Regions from separate parts of the Danio rerio genome. Here region 1 is linked to region 2. The links are chromatin contacts, called in public Hi-C maps. All regions are on one chromosome and are shown on one strand. The core of a region is the stretch at or near the end of the contact, and the rest is flanking DNA. Distances in the headings are between cores, read along the strand shown.

Region 1 (7,789 bases), core at 1,536-4,035, 150 kb before region 2:
ACATGTACAGGACATACAGAGAATCAAAATTGCGCTACTCTCAGACCCTAGGTGCAAAACAGCAATTCTATATCATTCAGGGTAATAAAAAGCACCATTTTAGCATGCAACATTGTTCCCGAATTGAGTTTGAAACATTTGAATGTGCGTTAACCTTTAACAAGACACATGCCCTGTATGAATGAAATATAACAAGGTGATGTATATTTACGTTTGATTAATTGTGCAACCTTACCATTCAGCTGTCTCAGGGGTTAAAGTTTGTTGGTTTACATACCCAACAGACATCCACAAATAGGTCTTTGTTAAAGTTTTGAAAGCATTTATCTGGTTTTCAGAATGGAAATTTAAAAAAAAAAGAGACTTCTTGTGTTTCGATCACCTCAATTTGACTGTGGACATACTATACATACACACAGTTCCGTCCAAACAGCTTACAAAAGATGATTTTCATCATAGGTGCCTTTTTAATCAACATTAGCACTATTACATTGACTGTGACAATGTTGTGCTTTGACAGACATTGGCTGCTAATTAGGCATGAGCTGGTATAAGATTCTGACTCTATGATAACCTTTGATAAAAAAAATCACGGTTTTACGGTATTTTGATCACTGCTCTATTATAAATATTCTTTTTAAAGGTCTGCAAAATATTTAACAGTAAACATGTCAGGCTAAATAATTCAAATGAAACAATTAATTTATACTGCTTTCATTAGTTTCTAAAACACAGATTTATTTACAATTTAAAATGCCATTTTTGCATGTTCTTTAAGTTGGAGATATGTTGTCCTAAAAAAAAAAACGTAAATAAAAAATTGTATATTTAACGTAGACTAACCATATTCCATGCACAACGATGTTCCGTACAGATGACCTTTTAACATCAATGTCTGAATAAATACTTACGGGTGTAGACAAGCTATATATCTGTATAATCTTTGTCTTTTACACTTTCATCCCCGATCACAACAGAGACGCTTCTACCAAATGTTTCCGAAGTTTGCTATGCCCATTCAATGAGCTTGAAAATGAACAGTGGGCAAGCCTAAGGTGTGAGTGTCGCTTGGGATGGGAGACATTTAGTGCAAGGAAAATATGCATTTGCATTTAATTTATGCATCACACAGTGTTACAGTGTTTTTTTTTTTTTTTAAATAAATAGCATGTTATCACATATTGTTCAAAAAATGAACTTTTCTTGAAAAAACGTTTTGAAATGAGGATATTTAAATGTCAGTTGTGAGTGATGATAACCACTCTCCACCAGAGAGAGCCTCATCAGAGACAGGCTGCAAACGCTTCTTGCCCGTGATCAGTGATGATGTTTACATTCATAAAAGGTCTGTTAAGTTAGCATTAACTTGTATGAATTTAATGTTTTAATATTTTAAATTGTCATGCTGTGATAAAATAAGCATGATCTAAAACTTAAATGATTGTTAAGTTCTTTCATCGCAAACTTTCATAAAAATATATTAAATATATCATTACCATCAAGTTACACATGATAATAGTATATTCTGGCATAAGTGTTTAATAAAACTTCAAACAACGACAATTTTTTTCTGTGAATTAAAGTTATGCGCCCTGTATAGAACACTGTTTTAATCATGTACAGAACACCGTTAATGCCTACCATCTTCCGTACACATGCGGAGTCTGCACTTTTTACATCTTTTCTCAAAAATTACTGGTCCAAAATACATAAATCAAAATTTTGATTGAGCAGGAGGTATTTGCTCAGAGAATGAACACACAAACATGCTCATCTGGCTTTCAATGACGGAGGAGTGGTCGTTTGAGTGCGCAGAAAAGCGGTAAGTGTACGGAACATAGTTAGTCTACGTTATCTTAGGAATGGTAATGAAGAAAATGTTGGCGATTTTAAAGCCTTGACTTTTTCAAATCGCGGTATACCTTGAAAACGGTTATCTTCCCATACCTATTGCTAATATGACTTCACTATTTGAAGTTTCCAAAGAAAACTCATTTGAGATTATATTATTAAGAAGAAAGTCTGAATATGTGCGAATATAAAACCAGCTTTACTGCAATCCTTTCTTGTCCAAGAAACCAACACAAACCGAAAGTAACTTTCCCACAGCAGCCTGTCACTGCTTCCAGAGGTGAAAGCGAAACTTAAAGGAAGTGTATGAATATTTCAGGCACTATAAAATCGAATAACTCAAGCATTTGTTGAAGTAAATGCTCATTTGAAAACTGAAGTAAAATAACAAGACCGAGTTTAAGTCAGGCAGTTGTGAACGTCAGACTTTCAAAACAAAACCAACCTGTCAGAACGTAACGACGCTTAAGAAGCTGTCCACCAGGTAAACAGATCAATTAGGCCTGAAAACTCACTTGTGTGTTAGTTTCCCTGTCTTATTTGATCTGTAAATCATTATAATCTCTCAATCACAGTGGCAAGCCTGCTACTGAAGCTGAAGAGCCTCAAACCGCACAGACTCAAGCATGTTATCAGTTGTATAGAACTGAGTTAGCGATGTATCTGTGATGTGGGTGTTGTTGTTTATTGATTGTTTGTTTGTTTGTTTGTTTTTAGGCTGAACTTTCTCTCACCAGCTGTCCCCGGCCCGGAGCTGCTGTTGGTTCAGGTTGTCGATCTCCCGCCATTGGGTCTCGAGTCCCGGAGGCTCTGTGGCCGAACCGGCGCTGCAGTTCGCAGCCATAATCACTCCTAAAATCCGAAAAGCGCCGTTAGAGCCGCATAGACACACCGGAATGTTTTGACGAAGGAAGTAGGAAGCGGTTAGAATGACAACTTCCGGTCTGAGAGAGCGAGAGATGATGGGCGAAACTCCATGGGCGGGGTGAACGCTGGAGAAGAGGGCGTGTGACTTTTGTCGCAATAAATAATAATAAAATAATCCATTATTAAGAATTATAGTATAAATGAAATGGGGTGATGTATTTGACCCATGAACATTTCCTGCTTGTTATCAAACTATTTGATAAACCTAACGAGGAGATTCAATTACTGTTAAAACAGCTATAATAACATTATTTATCAATATGTGGCTCTTTTTCGATTCTCGGAAGCTATAGAAATTAAAAATGTATAACAGGAAATACGTTTAACTAGACCATTGTTTTTGTTTACATTCCCCAAACTGGTAAAACAAAAGTAGCCTAAATGAATAAAAGCTTGTTAACCCTTTAACCGCAGGCCCGTAGCCAGCCTGGTGAAAGGGGTGGTTATTTTCTTTCTCAAAAAGTGGACCTTATTTGCGGTTAAATGCCTCGCTTTGGCTACTATTTAATTATTAGATTTAAATACTGCATTATAGTGACATTTTAAGCGCTATTTTAGCTGAAATATATTGTTGAAATCTCATCAGTGACATGCATCAAACTTGGTCCTGGAGGGCCGGTGTCCTGCAAAGTTTAGTTCCAACCCTAACCAGACACACCTGAACTAGCTAATCAAGCTCTTATTAGGCTTTCTAGAAACATCTTTGCAGGTGTGTTGAGGCAAGTTGGAGCTAAAATCTGCCGGACACCAGCCCTTCAGGACCGAGTTTGGACACTCCTGATTTAACAGTCTCTGGGTCAATGCGTGTAAAGATTTTGGATGTCTTCTTGGAAATTTTTAATGCTTCCAAACGGTTTGCTGCATTTATAAAGCACCCATGTCTTGAGGTTGTTGGGTATTATGAGATACTTTCTATGTGTGATTTGGACAGGAATCGAAGGACTGATTTTTCTACTTTAGCCAATCCCCATTGACAAGAGAAAATAGTAGTAGTGACTGCAAATTGAAGGAAAGTAGCTGGAGTAAAAGTACAGATACAGCACTAAAAATGTACTCAAGTGATAAGTTAAAGTGCACATTTTAAAAACTACTCAGTAAATTACAATTCCTCAGAAAAACTACTCAATTACAGTAACTTGAGTATTTGTAATTTTACTACTTTACATCACTGATTATAATACATTATATTATTATTAGTAGTAGTAGAAGTAGTACATGATATAAATCTAATATTGAAACAATGAAACCTTTAGAATTATTTTCATAAATGCTATTTAGCATTTATTTTATTTTTGTATATTTTTGCATTTCTGCAGTACAGGTGGAAGACATTAAAAAAAACTCACGCCATCATCCTTTTATCTAAGACCCAAGATTGCTCAAGTTTAAATGAAGAATTAACATTTGGCACAAGGTGGCAGTGTTTGACAAAACTACACAGACACCGACCAGCGACTCAAATTACAAGCTAAAATATCCTTTTAACTACTCTGATTAATCTTAAATCATTGTTGTTTTATGAGTGGGCAACACTACTGTTTAAAATGATCCTTGAACTCATAATTAACCTAATAAACTAAGTGTCCGAAAGCTGCTGTTCTAAAACCTGGTATTTTTAATTATTATTTTTCTTTCATAATGACGACGGGTCTAAAACTGTTTCCGAAATCTTTTTTTGTTTGTTTTTTTGTTTTGTCATTGAACTTTATTTATTTGGAGCTTTTATACCCAACACAACATGAAATTCACAATACAAAATCAACATATAGGAAAATAATGTAATAAAAATAATAGCAAAACAAAAATTATAACAAATATAAAATAATACAATAACAGAGAGTCAAAATGACAACCCTTCATTTTTTTGCTCTCCAAATACTGCAAAAAGCTACCCCATTTCTGATTAAAAGTATGGATGGAGTCTTGCCATACGTTCATATGATGCAGTAAAAGTCATCAGCTCAATCCAATCTTTAAAAGAGGGAGCATCTGAGTAAACTGATTCCCAAATCAAGTAAACAGTAAAACACGCTTTATATCTTATGTAATACAAAGACAATACCGAATTTGTGTTATTTCATTCTAATCCTTCGTACAAAAATAACGTCTCATTGCCCCTGAATATTTACAACATGTGCCATTGTAATAATTCATATTTCTGACTGACTGACTGACGTGAGGAGGGCAGCTGATAATTTGGTGATGAATGTCTTTGGATCCTTTCGTCAGATGTCATTGTTTCTTCACCTCGTGCCATCCTGTTTTAGTCTCCAGACTGTGAGGAAACTGTTCATTCCTCGTCAATAGAGAAACAGAAAATCATATGTTGTTAAAGAAAACGCCGTCCGCCATCTTTACAGACCCACAATCTAGTTATTCACCTAAGTTCTGTTGCACATGATGCACTTATGTAAATAGAGCAGAATGGTTCTCTTTAATACATATTAATATTTATACCCAAGTAGAGTGGTTTGTGAGCTGCATGTGACAATGCAATAGTAGTGCATGCAAAATGGATGAAAACGTGGACTCTCGTGTTCCCGTGTATTACAGTGAACACGTTTATTTAGTGTTTCTATTGAGAACTATGTGAACGACACTCACCGGCCACTTTATTAGGTACACCCGTCCAACTGCTTCTTAACGCAAATTTCTAATCAGCCAATCACATGGCAGCAACTCAGTGCATTTAGGCATGTAGACATGGTCAAATCTGCTGCAGTTCAAACTGAGCATCAGAATGGAGAAGAAAGGTGATTTAAGTGACTTTAAACGTGGCATGGTTGTTAGTGCCAGACGAGGATTTTCACGCACACCCGTCTCTAGGGTTTACAGAGAATGGTCTGAAAAAGAGAAAATATCCAGTAAGCGGCAGTTCTGATCGGTGCAAATACCTTGTTGATGCCAGAGGTCAGAGGAGAATGGCCAGACTGGTTCGAGCTAATAGAAAGGCAACAGTAACTCAAATTACCACTTGTTACAACCGAGATATGCAGAAGAGCATCTGTGAATGTTCAACACCTCCAACCTACCACAGCAGAAGATCACACCGGGTGCCACTCCTGTCAACAGGAAACTGAAGCTACAATTCGCACAGGCTCTTCAAACCACAATAGAAGATTAAAGATTGAAGAAAAGAAGATAATGCACCATGTCATAAAGCGTGAATCATCTCAGACTGGTTTCTTGAACATAACAATGAGTTCACTGTACTCAAATGGCCTCCACAGTCACCAGAACTCAATCCAATAGAGCACTTTTGGAATGTGTTGGAATGGGAGATTCGTGTTATGGATGTGCAGCTGACAAAACTGCAGCAACTGCATCATGCTATCATGTCAATATGGACAAAATCTCTTAGGAGTATTTCCAGTAACTTGTTGAATCTGTGCCGGGAAGGATTAAGGCGGTTCTGAAGGCAAAAGGGGGTCCAACCCGGTACTAGTAAGGTGTACCTAATAAAGTGGCCAGTGAGTGTATGCACTGAGAGATTTAAACAATATAACACTACACCCAAATAACGAAAAGATATTTACTCTAAAACTGGTTTGTAGGCCTACAGTACGTGTATTTGGGTACACTTTGTCATGAAAATATTGATTTAAAAACTCTCCACTATGCTTATTTTCAATGTCTCAGTCTCCTGAATCATACATTCAGCTTTAATTATAAAATATTCAAGTCTAATTTTCACCTTTTTTAGTTCAAAACATCTATTTTATGTATTATTTGTCATTTCTGTAATACCAAAACTCAATCTTTTTTAGATCTTTTTTGTATCTAGCACCTAAACTCTGGAACAGCCTTCCTAGTACAGTTCGGGAAGCTAGATTAAACTAGATTTAAGACACATCTCTTTGCATTAGCATACACATAAAACAGAAATGCCTTTGAAATCAAAAGGATTCCTCTAAAGGATTATTAGTTTGCATTATTTAGGGCAACCGGAGCCGAGAACACTTCCCAAAAGACATTATAATTTAAAGGCATCTGTGCTTATGTTGGTCTTTTTTTATTATTCACGAGGTTTCCATAATCCTGGACCAGGCCTATCTAGAGCAGCTGCTGTGGTGGTCATGGAGGAGTGGAGAGCATGAGTCGAATCCCTGTAAGACCCCAGTAACAGACGAGTCTTCACATTGATCCTGAAGGGCCAGCCTGTACACCAGCCGGTGACTTTTTCCACCTACAGCTTCTCCACAATGGATGTCCAACGCTCTCCAGCCTCTGGTGCCTAGACTGCAGCTCTGCACAAGATGTTTGGCCATAGGAGAAATGGTCATGCCCAACTGAGACTGGTTTCTCTCGAGTTTTTTTCCCTTTACTTTTGTCAATTGGTGAAGTTCCTCACCACTGTCGCCACTGGCATGCTTGGTTTGGGACTTGTGAAACTGCACATCAATGGATTTACTCTTCAGTGTTTGGACTGTCAGCAGTGAAAATTAAACCACACTAAACTGAACTTAAACTCTGAAAGCTGAACTGACATAGTTTCAATTTACTATCTTCTATGTAAAGCTGCTTTGATACAATCTACATTGTAAAAGCGCTATAGAAATAAAGATGAATTGAATTGTTACATTAGTTATAAAAATGCATTAACATAAAAGCATGTGACTTGCTCCAAGTGATGTCACTTCCTCTGCCGGTTGTGTGGTGGTTGGGGGGTCCCTAAACCCAACTGATAGTGTATTCAAAAGCACAGATTGACCCACCGACCAATTCCCTAAACCCAACTGACAGTGTTTTCAAAAGCACAGATTGACCCACTTCCCTAAACCGAACCAACAGTGTTTTTAAAAGCAAAGATTAACCCGCTCACCCACTTACCTGAACCCAACAGACAGTGTTTTCAAAAGCACTGATTGACCTACCCACCTACCCACTTCCCTAAACCCAACCGACAGTGTTTTCGAAAGCACTGATTGACCCACCCACCCACCCACTTCCCTAAACCCAACCGACAGTGCTTTCAAAAGCACCGATTGACTCACCCACCCACTTCCCTAAA
Region 2 (7,494 bases), core at 1,730-4,229:
CAAATTCTGCCCCTACTATCCGAATGTTGCAGGCTCGCAGTAGAAACTGAGTCATCAGACCAGGCAACGTTTTCCCAATCTTCTATTGTACAATTTTGCTGAGCCTGTGTGAATTGAAGCCTCGGTTTCCTGTTCTTCGCTGACAGGAGTGGCACCTTGTGTGATCTTCTGCTGCTGTAGCCCATCCGCCTCAAGGCTGAACGTGAATGCATTTATCAGTTTTCAACAATTTTTTAAAATTATACAAAGTTTAACTTAAAATTTCTAGTCAACTTGATTGATGGTAGTTGAGATGACTAGAAAAGTTCATTTGATTCAACTAAGGAATTTTAGCCAGCAAGAACTTTTTCTTACAGTGAACAAAAAGTTTAAAGTAGGAAACAAATAAGCCTGTGTGTTTTCAGCTGTAGTAACAACTCGCATTATTAATTGTTAATGCAAAAACATTCAACACCCTTTCAGCATAAATTGCAGGATGAGGTAATGTAGCATACATCATGATCAATAATGTAGCTAATCTGTTTTTATCTATTTTTAATCATTTTTATTATTTGTTTTTTATTTTCTTATACTTGTCTTTTTTATTCTTGTTTTTGGAAAGCACTTTGAATTGCCACTGTGTATGAAATGTGTTATATAAATAAATGTGCCTTGCCTGGTCTTAACAACTAAAAAATTAAGAATTACGAAAACTCTCAACATGTTGGCTCAGTGGTTAGCATTGTCGCCTCACAGCAAGAAGGTTGCTGGTTCGAGTCCAGGCTGGGCCAGTTGGCATTTCTGTGTAGAGTTTGCATGTTCTATCCGTGTTGGCATGGGTTTCCTCCGTGTGCTCCAGTTTACCCCACTGTCCAAAGACATGCGCTATAGGTGAATTGGATTAACTAAATTGACTGTAGTGTATGAGTGTATGTGTGAAGATGTTTCCCAGTACTGGGTTGCAGCTGAAAAGGTATCTGCTGTGTAAAACATATGCATAATATCAGACTATTGTGAGCTCAGAGATTTTGTTAGCATTGTTTCAACTTTTAAAAAAATATATATTTAATAGCAGAATCTGTGCAGAAAATCTACATTAATACTGTCCTGAAAATCCCACCAATCGTAGAATCGAAGTAGCCGAAGTGCGGTAAAAGCTATATTTAACCCCACCCATATTAATGAAGCGGAGCGAATATGAGAAATGTATAAATAAATTACAATACTTTTGAAATATATTATTCCGATATACGATTTTATTATATTAATATAGTATGTTTGTGCGGTTTATATAATATATGTGTGCCATTTTTTATTTGATTGTCATTCACAATGATTTTTTTTAATGATTACTATGCATTAATTAACAGACACATGACAACAGAACAAACAATATAATGCAAGGGTGATAGAATGTAAGTAATAATAACGGTAAAATTAATAATAAAAAAGCATTTACAATGATTGCTATTCATTTTCCTTCCCTTTCCAGGTTTGTAATGCTGTGAATCTCTTCACAGATGGTCTGTTTATGCCATGAACATAACGCTTCAATAGTCTTTCTTTGTTTGTTTGTTTGTTTGTTTGTTTGTAATTGGTGTAAGGGGCGACGCAGTGGCATAGTGGGTAGCACGTTGTTCTCCCTGCGTTCACGTGGGTTTCCTCCAGGTGCTCCGGTTTCCCCCACAGTCCAAAGACATGCGGTACAGGTGAATTGGGTAGGCTAAATTGTAGTAATTGTAATTGTCCGAAGTGTATGACTGTGTGTGTGTGAATGTTTCCCAGAGATGGGTTGCGGCTGGAAGGGCATCTGCTCCGTAAAAACTTGCTGGATAAGTTGGCGGTTCATTCTGCTGTGGCGAGCCTGGATTAATAAAGGGACTAAGCCGACAAGAAAATGAATGAATGTTTGTTTGTATGTTGGGTGTCACGGTGGCACAATGGGTAGCATACTCGCCTCACAGCAAGAAGGTCGCTAGTTTGAGTCTCGGCTGGGTCAGTTGGCATTTCTGTGTGGAGTTTGCATGCTCTCCCTGCGTTGGTGTGGGTTTCCTCTGGGTGCTCTGGTTTCCCCCACAGTCCAAAGACATGTGGTATAGGTGAATTGGTGTAAGCTAAATTGTCCGTAGTGTGTAAATGCGTATGTATGGATGTTTCCCAATGATGGGTTGCAACTAGAAGGGCATCTGCTGCTTAAAACATATGCTGGATAAGTTGGGGGTTCATTCCGCTGAGGCGACATCTGATGAATAAAGGGACTAAGCCGAAAAGAAAATGAATGAATGTTTGTTTTTTTGTTCGTTTACTTCTGTGGGAAATTATCCTCTTTGTAGATAATTCTCCTTTAGAAATTATTGTATTTTTGAACTTAAACTTTAATTAATCATCTTTAAGTCAAAAGCTGCTGGCTAGTTGGTAGCATTATCAAAGGGTTGGAAGTTGAAGCTTCTAGCTATACTAAAACAGAATTATAAAGTATTTAATGTGGTACCTTGCCAGCCAGTGTTGGGTTGCAGCTGGAAGGGCATCCGCTGTGTAAAACATATGCTGGATAAGTTGGTGTTTCATTCCACTGTGGCGACCCCTGATGAATAAAGGGACTAAGTCGAAAAGAAATTGAATGAATGAATGAATGAATGAATAATTGAATGAATGAATGAATGAATGAATGAATGAATGAATGAATGAATGAATGAATGAATGAATGAATGTGGTACCTTTTTATTTAATCCAGATCATGATGCTTAAGTTGTTCCTTGTGTTTTGTCGTCCTCTGCTGTTCAAAACAAAGGTTACAGTTAAAATGTTTTAAATAATCGTCCATTCCAGTAATAAATTTATACATATTCTATTTAAGCGTGTTTAAATATATAGTCAACTTGGCAGATTAGTAAAACGAATATATCATTCGATATTAACGAAATTTAATACAACGGATTTGACGAGAACCTTCTCAGTTCTGTCTCTTTAAGAAAGTTTTGACGCTTGATTTCGACGTCACAGCCGCTTCCAGTACCACAGCCACATGTGTTGAAAGAGTCGATTTATCGCAACAATTCTCCTATAAAAGCGTCTTGGAAAGGATTGATTGCTTTATGGACGAAGAAAGCTTTGTGAAAGGAAACACCCCGATAACATTTTCAATGTAAGAATCACTTTTAATACAAGTGTTTTTAAAAAGGTATTGAATTCAAGAGTACGCGCACAGATATTACCACTTATTTACGTTATTTTATAGATGAGACCCTCGGTAATGTGAGATTTTAATGGGTTTTTAACATCCTTCATTCCTAATTTCAGTCTCTAAACGTTGCTACATCCAATAATGTCTCTCCTGGAGACGAATGAAGTGAAAACAGACCTAGAAACACAACCTGTGTTCAGTGAAGACGAGTTAAATGACTGTAAACCAGAGAAAGATGAAGAGGAGAAAGCAGACAGTGCTGAAGAAGATGAGCAGGAGATGAACTCTGAGGAAGACATTAATGATGGTGAAGCTTTTCACATGGAGATTGAAGATGATGATGATGATGATGAAGAAGACGAGTCTGACAAGCCAAAGGGCAAGAAATGTGTTCCAGGTATCGTGTATTTGGGACACATTCCTCCAAGGATGAGACCGAAACACATGCGGAATCTCCTGAGTGCGTATGGAGAGATCGGGAGGATCTTCTTACAGCCTGAAGGTAAAACTTCAAAAACACATAATTGAAAAGGACATCTATAAAGGTTTGTGAATTTGACTGCTGGACTGGGCAGATTTAGTGATTTGGGGGCATTAACCAATTCCATTCATGGGGCCCAACAGTCCTAAAAAGGTTGAGGGAAAGTTGGTTTTAGATTCACATACAGTAAATAGGACTTTCTCTCTAATAATATAATTTCAGCAAAGTTTTCTGTGCAAGGTCTAAATAGTGAGGTCATATTAGCAGCCAATCACTATCAAAGCACAACATTGTTCATAGTGAAATAAATGGTGCTAATGTTGTTTACAAGTCATTTTTACATTACATTTCAGATCAAATATTCATAATAACAGTGTAAATAATATAGAGAGCTTGTCACAAGTTGTAACTGAACAAATGTGCAAAATATAAAACCAACTGTACCTCAATCCTAATGTGCACCCTTTCCTCTTTTACTTAATTTTTATTATTTAGCAACTTTTTTAAATATCACATAATCTTCGTTTCTTAGTTTTTATCCTAACGGCAATCTATTCATTGTAAATTATTCATATTATAATAATGAATTAACAACTAAAAATAAAATATTTTTCTATAAATCTGACAGCTGCATTGTTCCATGATTGGGGGTGGTGGACAAATTTTATCCGTTGTAATAATAATATTTTATTTTATAATGTAATTATTACACAATGCAACATTGTTATTATAATAATATTCTATATTATTTTATATTAAATAGTATTTTAATACTTTAACCCTTAACATATTACATATGATAGAAAACAATGTTATATATAACCATTTTCAAGGTATACTGTGATATGGAAAAGTCAAGGTTTTAAAACCACCAAACTTTTCTGCTATACCGTTCCTAAGGTATGTGTAAGATTTTTTTTTTTTTTGTTTGTTTTTTAGGGCAACAGTATTTCCAGCAAAAAAGATATCCAAAGATGCCATTTTAAGTTTTAAAGAAATCTGTGTTTTTGAAACTTACGAAGACAGCAGAAGTCAATGAATCATTTAAATTGTTCAGTCTGACATGTTTACTGCTCCAAAATATTTTAAACGTTTCTCAAAATAAAATATAGTGTGCTCAAAGGTGGGAAAAGTTTTTTGTTTTTTACCCAGACATTTCTAAATAATATATTTTAAAGCAGTAATCACAGTACCGTGAAACCATGATATTTTTTATCCAAGGTTATCATACCGTTAGAATCTTAGTTTAAACATTAGTATTCATTTGTTTAAAAAAAAACAATTGAGCTCTAAAAACATTACACCTTTATGCAAACATAAAATTGACAGAAATGTTTTCAGTACTTTACAGATGAAAATAAGACATTTTATTCAAACGCATAACTTCAAATTGTAAATTGTATAGTATGTATATAGCGATAAAACCTGAAATATTTACATGTTATTTTTTCAAAAATATAAGTGTTTTGAAGGGATAGTTTCCTAAAAAACAAAAAATGTCATCATTTACTCTTTCTAATCTTATAAAGTTTCTTTCTTATATTGAACCCAAAGGAAAATTTGCTGAAGAAAAACATTTTTTGTTTCTACTATAAATGTCTGTCATTTTTTTCCCCCAGCATTTTTCAGAATATCTTGTTTTGTCTTCAACAGTAGAACCACTTGCCTTTGGGTAAATTTATTTATTTATTTTTTTCCATTTTTGGGTGAACTATCCCTTTAAGCATTTCATTAAATGAAATTTACAATTTATTTCGGCATATATAGCAATACATAAGCATATACATGAGCTTAAGTTAAATGGATAGTTCACTAAAAATATTTAAAAATTTACTCGCTATTTAATCCTCATCCAGTGGTTACAGAACTTTGAGTTTCTTTATTCCTTCAAACACAAAAGAAGATATTTTGAAGAAAATTGTAACCATTGACTTCTATTGGAAAAATGAATACTATGGACGTCAATGGTTACAGATTTCTTTAAAATGTCTTTTATGTCCAATAGAAGAAAGGTTTGAAAATTGAGTGAATGACAACGACGGAATTTTCAGTTTTGAGTAAACAATTTTTTTTAACTAAATGTTTTTTATGTTTGACTAACTTTCCATTCTACTATTTATTTGTGACGGTCTTGTAGATCGATGTGTAAAAAGAAAGAAAAAGAAGGCCGGCTGCAAATCATCCAGTTTTACAGAGGGCTGGGTGGAATTCAGAGACAAACGGGTCGCTAAGAGAGTCGCGGCCAGTCTTCACAACACACCCATGGCCAACCGGAAGAGGAGCCGCTTCAGCAGTGACCTGTGGTCCATCAAAGTACGCAACAGATGCCATACCATTGAGAAGTCTTTTAAAGGAAATTAACACCTTTAATTCACAAAGATGCATTTAAATCATCAGAAGATACATTTGAATTCAGCATGAAATGGAAGTTAAGATCTTGCTAACATCTTGACACACAACTGGGGATGCAACGATTAACAAGTTTCACTAATAACCACGCTTTCATTCATCACAGCACAGAACAAAACTGCTGGCAACTAAACAAAGTTATGTCAACTGTGCAGTAGTTTAAATTTCTAAGCATGTACACCGAGGCTAATACCCATTCACACTTTATTAACTAAGGCTAATTATTTTTTTTTTTAGATGCAGTCCTTGAGGGCTGGTGTCCTGGAGAGTTTAGCTCCAACCCTAATTTAACACACCTGAATCAGCTAATCAAGCTCCTATTAGATATACTAGAAACTTCCGGGCAGGTGTGTTAAAGCAAGTTGTAGCTAAATTCTCCAGGACACCGGCCCTCCAGGACCGAGTTTGGGCACCCCTGCATCAGACAAATACTATTTATTTATTCTTACTTTTAATTATTTTTACTGCATTTCCAAACATTTAAATGCACTCATTCTGAGCGAAAAAGACTTTGAAAACATTTTAAAGTATAAATATAACGTTATACAGGGTGGCCCATTTATATGGATACACCTAAAAAAATGGGAGTGGTTGGTGATATTATTGTCCTGTTTGTGGCACATTAGTATATGTGAGGGGGCAAACTTTTCAAGATAGGTGGTGACCATGGTGGCCATTTTGAAGTCGGGCATCTTGGATCCAACCTTTGTTTTTTTTTTCAAAAGTAAGACAGTCATTTGACACTTTCTCCTGCGGTGTTGCAATCAGTGTGTGAAGAGTTTTAGAAGAGGGTTGCATTGACAATCTAACACAATGGGCAGCACATTGAACACATTTAATAAGTGGTCAGAAACTTTGAAATAACACATGAAAGAATAAATTTACGTTAAAACTAATCACACCATTGTTTTTCTTGTGAAATTCCCAATAGGTTTGATGTGTCAAATGACCCTCTTCCTATTGAAAAAACAAAAGTTGGATCCAAGATGGCCGACTTCAAAAGGGCACCATGGTCACCACCCATTCTGAAAAGTTTGCCCCCTCCTATATACTAATGTGCCACAAACCGGACGTTAATATCACCAACCATTCCCATTTTATTAAGGTGTATCCATATAAATGGCCCACCCTGTAGACATAGTTCCAAAAACATTCGCAATGTTAAAGAATAGCATAGTTCACGCACTCCAAAAAATGTTTAAACTACTTATTTAGAATGAGCTAAAACAACACAATTCCTGAGATTATTTTTGGGACGACTCAATTGTTTTAAATCAATTAACTTGATTTGTGAACTTGATTTGAAAAAATTATTTGTGTTGGGACAACATAAATTAATCGTGTGGAGCCCTGCACTTTTTACAGTGCACCACAACTTTAACGATAAAGATACAGAGGATCGATATCATTGGGATCACTTTCAGAATTATTTTTCCTCGCT

Evidence for each region. A called contact is a pair of places that touch in the nucleus more often than the background predicts.
Region 1: a contact with region 2 is called in a Hi-C map of hematopoietic stem cells, with 4 times the contacts expected there. The contact joins the promoter of usp11 here to the promoter of abt1 in region 2. A contact is called at or near these places in 4 of 18 Hi-C or Micro-C datasets (caudal fin, fibroblasts, hematopoietic stem cells and 1 more) and 1 of 4 datasets of contacts at active chromatin or transcription factors (embryo).

The regions. Positions count from the first base shown.
Region 1 is chr8:10,194,120-10,201,908 of GRCz12tu, reverse strand. usp11 (ubiquitin specific peptidase 11) reads right to left here and starts at 2,785. Exons shown (of 21, transcript XM_002663073.8): 1 at 2,586-2,785. The coding sequence starts at 2,695.
Region 2 is chr8:10,040,067-10,047,560 of GRCz12tu, reverse strand. It overlaps abt1 (activator of basal transcription 1), which reads left to right and starts at 2,979. Exons shown (of 4, transcript NM_001020547.1): 1 at 2,979-3,124; 2 at 3,280-3,665; 3 at 5,782-5,957. The coding sequence starts at 3,305.